Regions from separate parts of the Mus musculus genome. Here regions 1, 3 and 4 are each linked to region 2. A link is a contact called in public HiChIP or PLAC-seq and promoter capture Hi-C data. All regions are on one chromosome and are shown on one strand. The core of a region is the stretch at or near the end of the contact, and the rest is flanking DNA. Distances in the headings are between cores, read along the strand shown.

Evidence for each region. Promoter capture Hi-C pulls out the DNA fragments that hold promoters and counts their contacts. HiChIP or PLAC-seq counts read pairs in DNA pulled down with a chosen protein or histone mark. Capture Hi-C pulls out chosen DNA fragments and counts their contacts.
Region 1: a contact with region 2 is called in a promoter capture Hi-C map of hippocampal neurons, with 6 times the contacts expected there. The contact joins the promoter of Arvcf here to the promoter of Abcf3 in region 2. A contact is called at or near these places in 2 of 39 promoter capture datasets (hippocampal neurons and pre-B cells) and 1 of 9 other capture datasets (adipose tissue).
Region 3: a contact with region 2 is called in a promoter capture Hi-C map of liver, with 2.1 times the contacts expected there. The contact joins the promoter of Tbccd1 here to the promoter of Abcf3 in region 2. A contact is called at or near these places in 2 of 39 promoter capture datasets (liver and pre-B cells), 1 of 484 Hi-C or Micro-C datasets (regulatory T cells), 1 of 115 datasets of contacts at active chromatin or transcription factors (astrocytes) and 1 of 9 other capture datasets (liver).
Region 4: an H3K27ac HiChIP or PLAC-seq map of large pre-B cells shows a contact between it and region 2, with 7 times the contacts expected there. The contact joins the promoter of Comt here to the promoter of Abcf3 in region 2. A contact is called at or near these places in 1 of 39 promoter capture datasets (hippocampal neurons) and 1 of 115 datasets of contacts at active chromatin or transcription factors (large pre-B cells).

The regions. Positions count from the first base shown.
Region 1 is chr16:18,346,680-18,349,695 of GRCm38.p6, reverse strand. It overlaps Arvcf (armadillo repeat gene deleted in velocardiofacial syndrome), which reads right to left and starts at 1,514. Exons shown (of 18, transcript NM_001272029.1): 1 at 1,240-1,514. It also overlaps a transcript of Tango2 not described here.
Region 2 is chr16:20,547,217-20,549,916 of GRCm38.p6, reverse strand. Abcf3 (ATP-binding cassette, sub-family F (GCN20), member 3) reads right to left here and starts at 1,314. Exons shown (of 21, transcript NM_013852.2): 1 at 1,172-1,314; 2 at 804-951; 3 at 603-682; 4 at 127-173. The coding sequence starts at 1,244. It also overlaps the pseudogene Gm15760.
Region 3 is chr16:22,856,302-22,859,298 of GRCm38.p6, reverse strand. It overlaps Tbccd1 (TBCC domain containing 1), which reads left to right and starts at 1,630. Exons shown (of 8, transcript NM_001081368.2): 1 at 1,630-1,954. It overlaps Dnajb11 (DnaJ heat shock protein family (Hsp40) member B11), which reads right to left and starts at 1,454. Exons shown (of 10, transcript NM_001190804.1): 1 at 1,190-1,454. The coding sequence starts at 1,257.
Region 4 is chr16:18,425,143-18,428,120 of GRCm38.p6, reverse strand. Comt (catechol-O-methyltransferase) reads left to right here and starts at 1,405. Exons shown (of 6, transcript NM_001111062.1): 1 at 1,405-1,765. It overlaps Txnrd2 (thioredoxin reductase 2), which reads right to left and starts at 1,704. Exons shown (of 18, transcript NM_013711.3): 1 at 1,562-1,704. The coding sequence starts at 1,676.

The sequences.
Region 1 (3,016 bases), core at 265-2,764, 2.2 Mb after region 2:
TCAAATACCTCAGATGACACAAACTTGTAGGTTCAGGCCTTTTCAGATAGCTAATATCTCTCTAGACCACCTGTTTCTGAAGCAAACTTAACCTCAGAACACAGGGACCAACTTCAACATCCTGGTATATCCTCAAGATCCTGAGACACTCCCCAAAGCAGGCAACACTTGCTCTGGATAGACTACCCGGGTCCTGGACCAAAAGAGAGGTAGAAGGACTGGGGATCCCAGTGTGGAATTACAGGCACTCAATGCATAGCTGGTCCTACTTAGGGAAAAGATATTCCCAAAGACAATTTGGGTATGGCTCCATCCCTTAGCTTTATAAAAGTAAGCATGTGTTTTGCATTTCGGATTGTTAGCCCACATTAAGAGTCTAGCCTAAGAGTTAACACAAACAGAAGCATTTTCTTTCTTTTCCATCATTTCTAAATGTCTGAATCCTCAGAGACAGTCCCCTAGTACCTTAGACACTGATACCTGACACTGAAACAAATAGTTAAATATTGAATATAAGTAGCATTTAATTATTTAAAAATTAAAAGGGGAAAGCCATGGTATCCAGGCCTCCTGAAGCAGAGCAACTCCAGACTTGCATATTCTCCAGGGCTGGTGTCCCACTGAGGAATGTAGGGGTATCTAGGGAGGAGATTCAAGCAGGGACACCAGACAAGGGATTCCCAGCAGCGCCTCCTCTCTCTTTTGTGAGGCCTTAGGAGCATCGTCGCTGCGTAGGGACATTCCCTTGGCATCGCCAAGACCCTGCGCTCACCAACAGCCGTACCACCCCGGGAAGTTCCCCAGCCTCGCCGCCCGAGTCCTGGTAAAGTTTCCATAGCCGTCGGGTCCCTGCTTGCAGGCTCTGCAGTGGCTCGCGGAGGGCAAAGCTGTGGGAGCTGGGTCCAGTTCATCCCGGAGGCTGAACAGCCCGGAGGCTGAAGCCGGCGCCGTAGCCAGGTTGGACAGAGCCCTGAGGTCATGCACAAAGGGACCCGCCCCCAACCACCCGGGTCTCTGGGGACCCGTCGTGTGCTAGAGCGCGGGTGAGCAGAAGAACCAGCTTCCGAGCCCCACCCAGACCTAAAGTCCGAGCCCAGGACCCTGTCCCTATCTTAGTCCGCATCTCAGTCTAGACACTATACCAGCTCGCTCCCCCAGGACCTACCCCTAATCCTGGCCGGGGCCCGAGTGTCCAGCCCCAGGCCCACAGCCGGACCCCGCCCACCCGGCCGAGCTCACCTGGCGCGCGGCGTGGGCGGCTCCGCAGCGCGGCCTCCGCCCCCAAGACAGGCGTCCCCAGGTCCCCCGGTGCGCGGGGAGCGGCCTCTCCAGCGCCCAGCACCGAAAGTGGCTCCCGGGGCCACAACTTGTGCTTGTGAGGAGGTGAGGGGGGGAACACTCCTCCTCCCCTACTGGAGCAGCCAGCAAGCAGGCTAGCCCTCCTACCCCTCCCGCTGCCCGTGCGCAAAGCGGACCTGGCCGGAGACGAGGCCTCCGCCCCGCCCCATCCAACTGCGAATTTTCCCATTGGTAGAGAGACGCGCCCCGCAACCCGCACCGATTGGATGGATGTGCAGAGATTGCGGCTTGCTGTTGGGTTCCTGGTATTGTCAGTCTTAGCCCAGGTCGGCCCCCTAGCAGAGCAGGCCCTGACACCTGCCCGGAATGCTGTGGCTGCAGCAGCTGCAGGAGGCTCGGAGTTGCCCCCTCCCGGCCATCTTCAGAGGAGTTCTGGGGATAGTAGGCCCTGAGCTGGAACTTGCAGGGCAGGCGGTCACTCCCGGATTCCAGCAGCGTTGTCTCCATCTCCACCCCAAGTTCCCAGGTATCCTGCTGTTAACCGGACATTGAGCGTCGATTCCTTTCTATTGGCATAGAATGGTATTTATCTTACACTCCGCAAGTGTAAAGATAAATCCCATTTTACAGATAGAAAATTGAGGCTTTAGGCAACCAGGGCGTGAACCCAGTCGTTGGACTTCCAGCCTTGGGGGCTCTCTCACTGTCCCCATAACCCCTGCAGCAAGGACGAACAAGGTCAGCTAGGCTGGTACAAAGTGGGGATGGTTGCAGTGATTTTGAGGGCAAAAGCAGACTCTAGAAAAACTAGAGCTTTTTTTCTTCTATGAAGCCTGTATTTACAGAGCCTTTGGGCACTCCCTACAGCTGCATGAGACTGCTCTTTCCCCGGGGCAATGAAAAGCGTCCTCTTCCCGGGAAAGGGGAATTATGTGTTTATCTCTTCCCCACTACACCCTGGTGTCCCGATTTCCTCTGCCCTGCTTTGAGTCTTGGAGAAATATCAAGGAGCTTTATCCACTGCCTGAAAAGATAAACACATATTTCCCTACTAGGTAAAGCACACCAAACACATCTCTGCAGTGACATAAGGCAGTGGAGGGGACCCACGGGGGATGCTGTAACATAAACAGGAGATGGAAGTGCAGACTGTGGAAATGAATCTGGCCTGTGCTTGCTCAGAAGCCTCTTATCCTGAGTGCACTGGAAATGAGCAACTCTTCTGGGCTGTCGGTGTTTCCCAAGGCCCCTTACAGATAGTGCTAATGGAGGCCAGGGTGTGTGTGTGTGTGTGCGTTTGTGTGTGTAGGGGGTCTACCCAGATGGTCATATTTCACCCACCTATGCTGAGTCCAGTGTGCTCACCCAATAAGGGTTGCTTGGTGAAGACAAAGAAAGTAAATGCCTGGAGCAGGAGCTCACTTCTGGGTCGCCTACAATACAAATTGATACCAGGAGCTTTTCAGAGTCAAGGCAGTTGCTACTAATCCGTTGGTATTGCTACTTGAAATGAACACCATTTGGCATCCTGGTATTGAGATATTGTTGCAGCTCTGGCAAGGCAGAGTGAGCAACTCTAAGAAAGCAGAGTCTTCCAAGAAGGTAGCTCTCTCTAGGTAAAGCTGTAACTACAGCTCTCTACTAACTACAGCTGTCTTTCTGGTTAAGTTGCTGTGTGGTGGGGACTCTCTTTCCTCAGTTAGAAGTGGATTTAGTC
Region 2 (2,700 bases), core at 65-2,564:
TTACCCATGACGCTACATAAGCAAACACGCAGGGAAAGACACACCAGAAATCTCGCCCAAAGATACACCCACTATTCAGTAGACGGTCAACTCTCACACCCACCACAGCCCCTTCCCACTTCTCACCGAGGACTGTTCCCTCTTTAGCAGTCCTGGAAGTTTGGTGTCACAGTCTGTAAGTGATAAGAAAAGCAGTCACCTTCTCCATGAGAGAAGGGAAATGAAGACTTTGAATGACTAACAAGAACCAAGGATAGTTTTAAAGATAGCATTATAACACTGAAATGGACAGTTATTAGCCTTGAAGTAAAGGGCAAAACGATCTCACACTTAAGAAGAGCCCAATGTACTCTTTTAAGACCACGCTGTTGGTTAAGGTACGAAACTGGCAAAACCAGCTTCAAGGTCTGTATGCCTCCTACTACAGACAATAGCTTGGAGAGCCCTCCAGGCCCCGTTCTCCATCACAAGCTTTTATGGTCACAAAAATACCGCTAGCTCCTACAAGCCTTGTTGTTGAGATGGAGAGACCTGAGCTGCAGCGAGGTGGTGGCTGGGGGTGGAGGCAGAAGGCAGCTAGTTCAATCTCCCCTCACTCTCACCATAGTTTTCCATTATCTTCGACAACTGGATGGGGGCGTCCAGTAGCACCTGGCTGTTTCCCTGGTTCTGCGGTTCAGCCCTATGTAGGTAGAGAGAAAGCACTCACTTGGGAGAAAAGATTTACAGCCTTCAGACCTTCCCCCTCGTTTGTTCTCCATTCTCCTCTCTTTGCCCATCAACTTCATTCCCTTGGCACCTACAGGCGTAGAGTGTTGTACATGCGCTGACAGACAGCCCTAATGCCAGCGTCATCCTTGCTGTCCCCGGACACTTCTTGCAATAGTTCCCCGACAGCTTCCACCAGGTCATCCACAGACTCGAAATCCGCGCTGCCACTGTGCAAGACACCTGAGCCGGGTACCGCAGAACAAGACAGACAACGGGTAGGGCGGATATAGGAGCAGTTTCAGTGTCTGTACAGCTCACTCGGGGCACCAGACCCCACTGGCCCTCAAGATAAGAGGTCACGCAGAGAGACCAGATAGCGGTCTGCTGCACTGTCCGCCCTCAGTCTTTCCCCACAACCTCCACTTCGGCCTCCCCAGGCAGTTAATTCAGTTTCGCTCACCGGTCACGTAGTCGAAGACCTGCCCGTCAATTTCAGGGAACTCGCTTCGCAGGATATCAGCGCAAGTCGCCATGTTCACTCGGGATCCAATCTGCGCAGTCGTGGTGAGACTTGGGCCTAGGACCGCCTCCCTGCCCTTCCTCCCCACCCCGAAATCGCACCCCTCATCCCAAGGAGCATGCGCAGGGTTGACGTAAGAAAGCAGAGTCTGCGTGAGTCCAGGGGGCGGGTCTAGTAGAACGGGACGCAAGCGCCGCGGAGTCCAGCAGGCGTGGCAGCTTCCGCGCCTGCGCGGTTCCAGTTTCCCGTCTACGTCTACCACCTGTGCGGGTTTTCGCTGCCTTCTGGAAAGTGGAGGTTGTATCGAGGGGCGTGGCAGGATCGCCCGAGGCTTATCGTAGTGGGGAGCACGGGAGGTGTTGCGAGGGGAGAAATGCCTAGACACGGGCTAACGTGGGAGGGGGTCGCTTTACAGCTTGGATACCTTCCCCGCAGGCGCATGCTGCTGCTCGCCCACCTTTGGCGTTTTGCTGACTCACGCCAACTCTCGGTCCAGAGTGGATCAGTTTCAATTAGTCCTGCTAGTTGAATCAGCTGGGTGAGGAGCACACTTCTGCTTGCCTCTTTGCTCTGTCCTCAGTTCCTTCACACTTCATAGGTGTTCAACTGGGTCATTGAGAATGAAGTTCTGCCACCCCAAGGCACATCACCCACTGCCAGAAAACCTGAACAAGCCCTTTTATAAGTTCATTGTTTATCCTGGGTCTACAGACAAAGCAGATCTCAAGTGTCTGTAAAAGATACACCTCACACACACACTCAATTTGCAAAATTAGACAACTTTATTCCAATGCGCTCAAATTACACCCGTTTATATTTCCGAGACAATCTCTCTAGAGAGCCTAAGCTAACTTAAGAACTGAACCTCCTGCCTGTCGCCAAAGTGCTGGAATTAAAGGCATGTGACAACACTCGACTGCCCATTCATCCAGCTTAAGCATTATTGCAATGGGGAGCTGCCAGTCTTGGTGTTAAAGTTTAAAAAAGCTATCAGCATGCCTGAGGTTATAGATTAGTTGGTAAAATGCTTGTCTACCCTGAGGCTTTGTGTTTGATCCCCGGTACCTCATAAAACTGGGTGCGGTGCATGCCAATAACTCCAACATTCAGGAGGCAGGGATAGAATGATCAAGAATTCAAGGTTGCTGGACTTAGATGGAACCAGCCTTTAATCCCGGCACTCAGGAGGCAGAAAAAGGCAGATCTCTGAGTTCAAGGCCACCCTGATCTACAGAATTCCAGGACAACTAGGGTTAAAGAGAAAAACCTAAGGAGAAAAAAAAAAAAAAATCAAGGTCACCCCACTGCTACAAAATGAGTTCCAGGCCATTCTGGGGCCATTTGAAACCTTGTTTCAATTCTCTGGTCTCAGTAAGCTACTGAGTACTCAATTCTCTGGTCTCAGTAAGCTACTGAGTACACCCATATGTGTATAATACATTTAGGAGACTAGGGCAGGCAATTTGGGA
Region 3 (2,997 bases), core at 381-2,880, 2.3 Mb before region 2:
CGTGGCTTAATCAAACAAGAACAAAACAATAAAGTGTATGTAAGAAATGTCAACTTTGAGAAATTTAAAGTATGTCACAAAGAAGAAATGATAAGATTAAAGCAAACAAAACAAAACAAAATAAAGAAAATAACTTTAAAAGCTATGCTAAGCAGTGAGTTTCCCATTATGAACAACCTATAAATTGTCAAAATCTGACATCTATGAGCTTTTGGTGTGTTTTTATTTTTGCAGTTATGTATATATTTGAAATAGCATGTGATATAGGCCAGGCAAATCTGGAACTCAGTCGATAGCTGAAAATGACCTTGAGTTCTGACCCACCTATTTTCATCAGCCCAAAGAAGGGATTGAGGGTGAAGGCATTCTAGAACACAAGTCCAACATACCATATCCTAAGTCACCACATCTATAGGGTCGTGCATGCATTTAAATGCTGGGAGAAACTTTAAGCCTGCTCTTTCTCCCTGAAAGTTGGCACAGTTATCCCTGATTTCAGGAACTTGACACAGTTCCTTCAAGCTTGTAGGATTCCTAAGAGTGGCATGAGACTAGAATCCCAGTTTTTATCGCCTGTTAGAGAACTGTTGTCACTCAGACCATCCAGCTCAGGAAGGAACCATGGTGAGAGGCAGCGAGGCAAGAAGACAGTTCAGGTTCGTTAGCCCAAGAAGGTGGGAAGTACAAGGTCTCTCTAAAGTGTCTTGCTGCTCTCTCAAGCCAACTTTCTTCAGTCTGAGCTTGGCTTCCTTTCTTGCTCTCCTCATTTGACATGGCATCATGGCCCACCCACTTTAGTGTCAGCCTTTTGGAGGCTTGTTGCAAACTGGGTAACCCACAGTCCCACTCTGGAACTCAGACGTCAAGGACGTATCTATAATCTCAACCCCAGCTTGACACTCGCTTCCTTCATTTCCATCAAGAGCCTCATCCCTCAGACGTCCGCCTCCCTTCTTCTGCTCACAGCCACTTAACTCCCTCCAATCCCCAAACGTGGTATTTGGCTCTGCAACCAACCCCCGCTCTTCCTGGGGGAAACCTGGCCCTGCACCGCCAGCCTGGCCCACACTACCCCCTTGTCCCTCGACCCGGCAGTGCCCCTCCCTCACTCCTCGATGTCACCCGCGTCCTTCTCAGCAAGGGCCGCCCCTCGGCCTCTTGCTGCACGCGCGGGAGCCCCCTTCCTCACCCGGCGATCACAGTCCCGATGAGGTACAGCAGCAACAGGCAGAAGGTGCTCAGGTTCTGCGGGGCCATGGCGTCCCCTGGTCCTACCCTCTCAGCCTCCGGTGCCGCTGCGTCGGCTGACCAGCCCTTCCGGCCCAGGGAGGCCGCCTCACGCCGGGGTCTCTCTCTTGCCCGGCCGCGGAGACAGGTAGCGCGCCCCTTCCTCAGCTGCCACCTTCCGGGAGCCCCAGAGCCGGCGAGCAGCCAGGCGTGGGCCAATCGCCGCCGGGGACATCACACGCGGCCGCCACTCCGCAGCCAATCAGCGCGGTACACTTCACCTCCGAGGCGGCGCGGGAAGCCAATCAGACAGCAGAACAGCCGTCGTGTCCGCCGGCCAATGGGAAGAGAAAACGTCAGAGGTTCGCGCCGCCCGGAAGCGGCTGAGAACCGGAGAGAGTTAGGAGCCGAGAAAGAGCGCGCTGCTGTAGGAAACCCGAATGTCCACCAATCGCGAGGCTCCTTCCCGATTCCGACCAATTGCTTGAGAGAGGTCTTACTACCAGTCTGGAAGCTACGCCATGTGCACACGTGACTTGCGAGCGCTCACCGAAGTGCAACCCCAGGAGGTGTCAAAGTACGTGGGGCGTCTTGCCTGGGGATAGGCTCTCCCAGTACTAACTTATTACAGTCTCGCTACCGTGGAAAAGAGGGACCTGGTACCTTGTAGAGACGCCGCCATAGAGACCGACTTAAGTTAAGATTCGGCTTCCAGCACTCCGTAGCGGTGAGGCAGCCCCATCTCCACCCCACTTTCGAACCTGTTTTCTACAGAACTAAGGCAAAGCGTTCTCTGGCAGTGTTGGGAATTAATTAAACTTTTTTTTTTCCTGCAAGTTTCCTAGCAGAATTGCACACAGCAAGCATGCAATCAATAAAAGGCACTAGAGCTTGTTCATCGGTTGCTCTTTTCTCCAGTTTTGTTTACCTCAGACAACTAGTTGTTTAGGACAGCTTCTCAGCTTAGCTTCCTGCATAACCTATTCAGATTTTTATCAGTGAACCGTAATGTGTGCTTGTCCACTATAGCTCCACCTCTGAGTCATAATTATCTCCTGCTTGCAAAGGTCTCATAACCGATCTCCCTGCCTCCAAACTTCATATCTTGATACACTATTTTAAAGTTCCTCTGCTCTCCACCCTATGATTGTGTGCACTCGGGAGCGCACTAGGGAACCTGGAGATCACAGATTAGACTAGGCTGGTGGACCCAGGAGCTCGAGAACCGTCTCTGTCTCTTGAGTGCTGGGAATCCAGGACGTTGTTGTTGCAGTTGCTACAATGGGCGGAATTCAAGACCCCCTGTTTGTATGGCAAGTAAGTGGCAAGCTTTATGGACTGAACTATCCCCAGCGCACTCCCGCTTTTTAAAAACTATGTCAAATCATCCTCTCCTGCTTAAAACCTTTAGTGGCTTTTCATTGCACTCAAAGTAAAAGGCCAAGTCTATGGTAACTTACAAAGCTGTCTAATTTAATGATATATATCCTCACCTATTAAATATCGTAGCATGTTCCAGAATAATCAACTCCCTTCCTTTTAAAAATGTTTCATTGTGTATAGTCATTGTATATGGTACTTTCTTGTATAGTCAAACTGTATAATGTATATATTTTTACCTTTTTCTCTCTGTGCTGTTATTCCTTTTGTTTCTCTAGGTGATTTGGCATTGCCATATACACATATGTGATTTTAAGTACCTATATAAAATCTAGGAGCCACACATTGAGATAAAACATGTATTTGTTTCTCTGAGACAAGATAGTCATC
Region 4 (2,978 bases), core at 156-2,655, 2.1 Mb after region 2:
GTGCCAGAGGGCAGTGCCAGAGGGCTGTGCCAGAGGGCAGTGCCAGAGGGCAGATGAGGGCACGGGGTCCCCCTCGGAATGGAGTCATCATGTGGGTGCTGGGAACTGAACTTGGAGCCTCTGGAAGAGCAGTGAGTGCGGAGTCGCTCTTGTCCCTCCTTTACAGACATTTTACTGTTATTATGTAGGGTGACGGTACCAATGACACAGAGTGACGGTACCAATGGCACAGGTACTTTGACTGACTTGGGTTTTTTTTTTTTTTATTCCGAACCCCCCGATTGTTTTTTTTTTTTTAACCTCCACATAAATCACTAAAACTACCTCCACCTAATATACAGCACTAGGAGACCCTGAAGAGCCAGAGACCTGGGAGTTAGCAAAGCTACTGAAAGAGCACCCGTCAATCCCTGAGGTCTGTCCCCTAGGTTCCCACCTCACATGTAGTGACTGCTTCCTGGTACTCTCCCAGGTTAGCTTCTGCCACTGAGCCACAAGGCCTCTGCCAACTTCCACTTGCAGTCGGTCTACCTGCCTTGGCCCTGTAGACCAAGGGCCAGCCATTGTACCTTTCATAGCACTGCCTCTGTGAAGAACCCTGGCCTGCCCTTGCTCCTCTCCCTCTATGCTCGCTCCCTGTGGACAGAATTGAGTTCTGTCACTCACATTCAGGGGGCAGTATTAAGGGTGGTCACCATGAAAAGACATAATGGAGACCACTCATGAAACTGATCATACCACTGGGAAACTCTGGGGGAACTTGGCCTATTGGGGGTAGTGGACCCATGTTGAGAGGTACCCAGTTTCCCCCTTTGAAATTAATTACTATCCTGATTTCAGCAATAACGCTTCCTGGTGCAAACAAGTTGTTTCTTCCCCTTCTCAAGAGCCCTGACAAGCACTGGGGCTTGGTTCCACAAACTTTCTAGTGTCTTCTCACTCCCCAAACACTAGGCAGGTCATGAAGGTGCATTTGGAAGCTGAGGAAGGAAGGGCCAACACCTCAAGGCTAACTCTAGCTGCACTGCCAACTGACCATCACTCAAAAAATCAAAATCAAGCCCAAAACAACAAACCAAGGTAGTTCATGACTGTAACCCCAGAAGGCCACGGTCGGTGGCAACTACCTAAGCAGTCTGTGGCCAGCTTGGCTACATGGGGGTGGGATTACGGACAAAAACAAAAAGAAAAAACTAGAACAATAAAAAGAGTTGCTGCACCTAGGAAGTTGTGTGCCAATGGGGTACCTGTGACCATCAGAGCCCTTGACATCATCCCATCACAGCCCTGACATCAGGGCTACGATTAATATTGGGGACACAAATCCCAGAAGACTGGGCTTGCTGCCACCACAGGAGGGCCTCAGGCAAGGCACCGCCAACGTTTTAGACACCTGGGGAAAAAGCAGCCCTGCTAGAAGCAGGTCCCCTCCTAATCAGAACCCTGGCCTGTGTGGGCACGCCCACGCGGACACGTTCCAGGACAGCCCCGCCACCGCGACCCCCTGTGGACACTCGCACAGGCACCCTCTCCGCGTGCACCGCCCACGACCCCACCCTACCTCCCGCTGCACTCGCCGCGCCCCTTGTCCCGCGTGTCAGAGCCCGTGTCCGCGGCCGGAAGCGCCTGCTGGGTCCACGCAGCGCCGCCACCATCGCCGCCACCATCGCCGCCATGGTCCGGGGACCTCAGGCGGTCAGGGCTGCCCTTCGCACTGCCTGAGCGTCCGCGCCTCGGGGTCAGACCTGTGCGCGGCCTTGACGAGGTGAGTGGTGCCCGCCCGGAGCTCGGACTCGGGATCAGAATCTGCATGCACCGAACTGGGACTAGGGTGAAGGGCCCGTACGTGGGAACTGGTTCTGACCTAGGAGAGCGCAAGCCGGCGCTGGGGAATGGGGACACATGTGAAGGGGGTCTGATCTTGGCTGGGGGGTCGCTGAAGGGAGGCAGGTGACCGAACTTGAGTATCAGTGCTGTGGTGGAAGATATGTCCTTCGGTGGGGCTGTGGAGTTGGGCTTAACCTGGATAGAATGTAGCACATCCAGGGCCTGGCCCATTATAAGAGGGTCCGACTTACTTAGTTGTTGGATTGGGATGCAAACCTTAGGGTCAAAGTTACAGGGCTCAGGGATGGTCAGTAGAGTTGGAAGCTGTTGAACAGGGGTTCTTGAGAGAGGCCTTAGGGTGCCCCCGGGTCACTCCTTGCAAAAGAAGTGCTACCCACCCCCACCCCCCCACTCCCAAAGGGACCCCTTGGAGCTCAGGAGCACTAGGGCAGGAGCACTACGGCAGGCTTTGGGTGTGTGCTAAAAAGAGAAAGTCTTCCAGCCAGGGACTTTTGGGGTCCTTGCTGGCCCTCCAAGCCTTGGGAGAACAGTGGGAGCTGCCACGACTTGTGGGAGCTTGTGGTGGGGTAGGGCCCTAGAGGACATCTTGTCACAGAGAAACAGCATCGCCCTAATAATTGGGACAGATTTTACCTAGGAGCTGTAGGGGACCGGCTGAGTCATCTCCATTTGAGCAGAGGTGACAAGTGGGTGTCTTCTGGGGAACAAAGGAGCACAGAATCCATGAAGGGAAGGGAAGAGAAGGGAAGGGTGCTTTATACAGGCTCTTCGTGGCTTTGCTGCTGGGCTAATTCCCATGATCCCACAGAAGCTACAGAGCTGCAGACACTTTGGGGTCTAAAGTTGCTCTAGGGATGCACCCGTGAGCTGTCAGAGATGAAGCTAAAGTTTATATTTTTAAAAGGAGCTTGGCTAAATGTGGCTAAGCCTCCAGTGTGTGCACCCAGTAGAGGATCCTTTTCCAGGAAGGGAGACGTCCTTCCTATTGAACAGAAGTCCATTTTCTGTTCCATGTGAGGGTCATTCTTAAGAAGACAATAGAAAAGTTGGTGTTAGCCACAAATCAGTCTTTTTTTTTTTTTTTTTTTTTTTTTTTTTGGTTTTTCGGGACAGGGTTTCTCTGTGTAGCC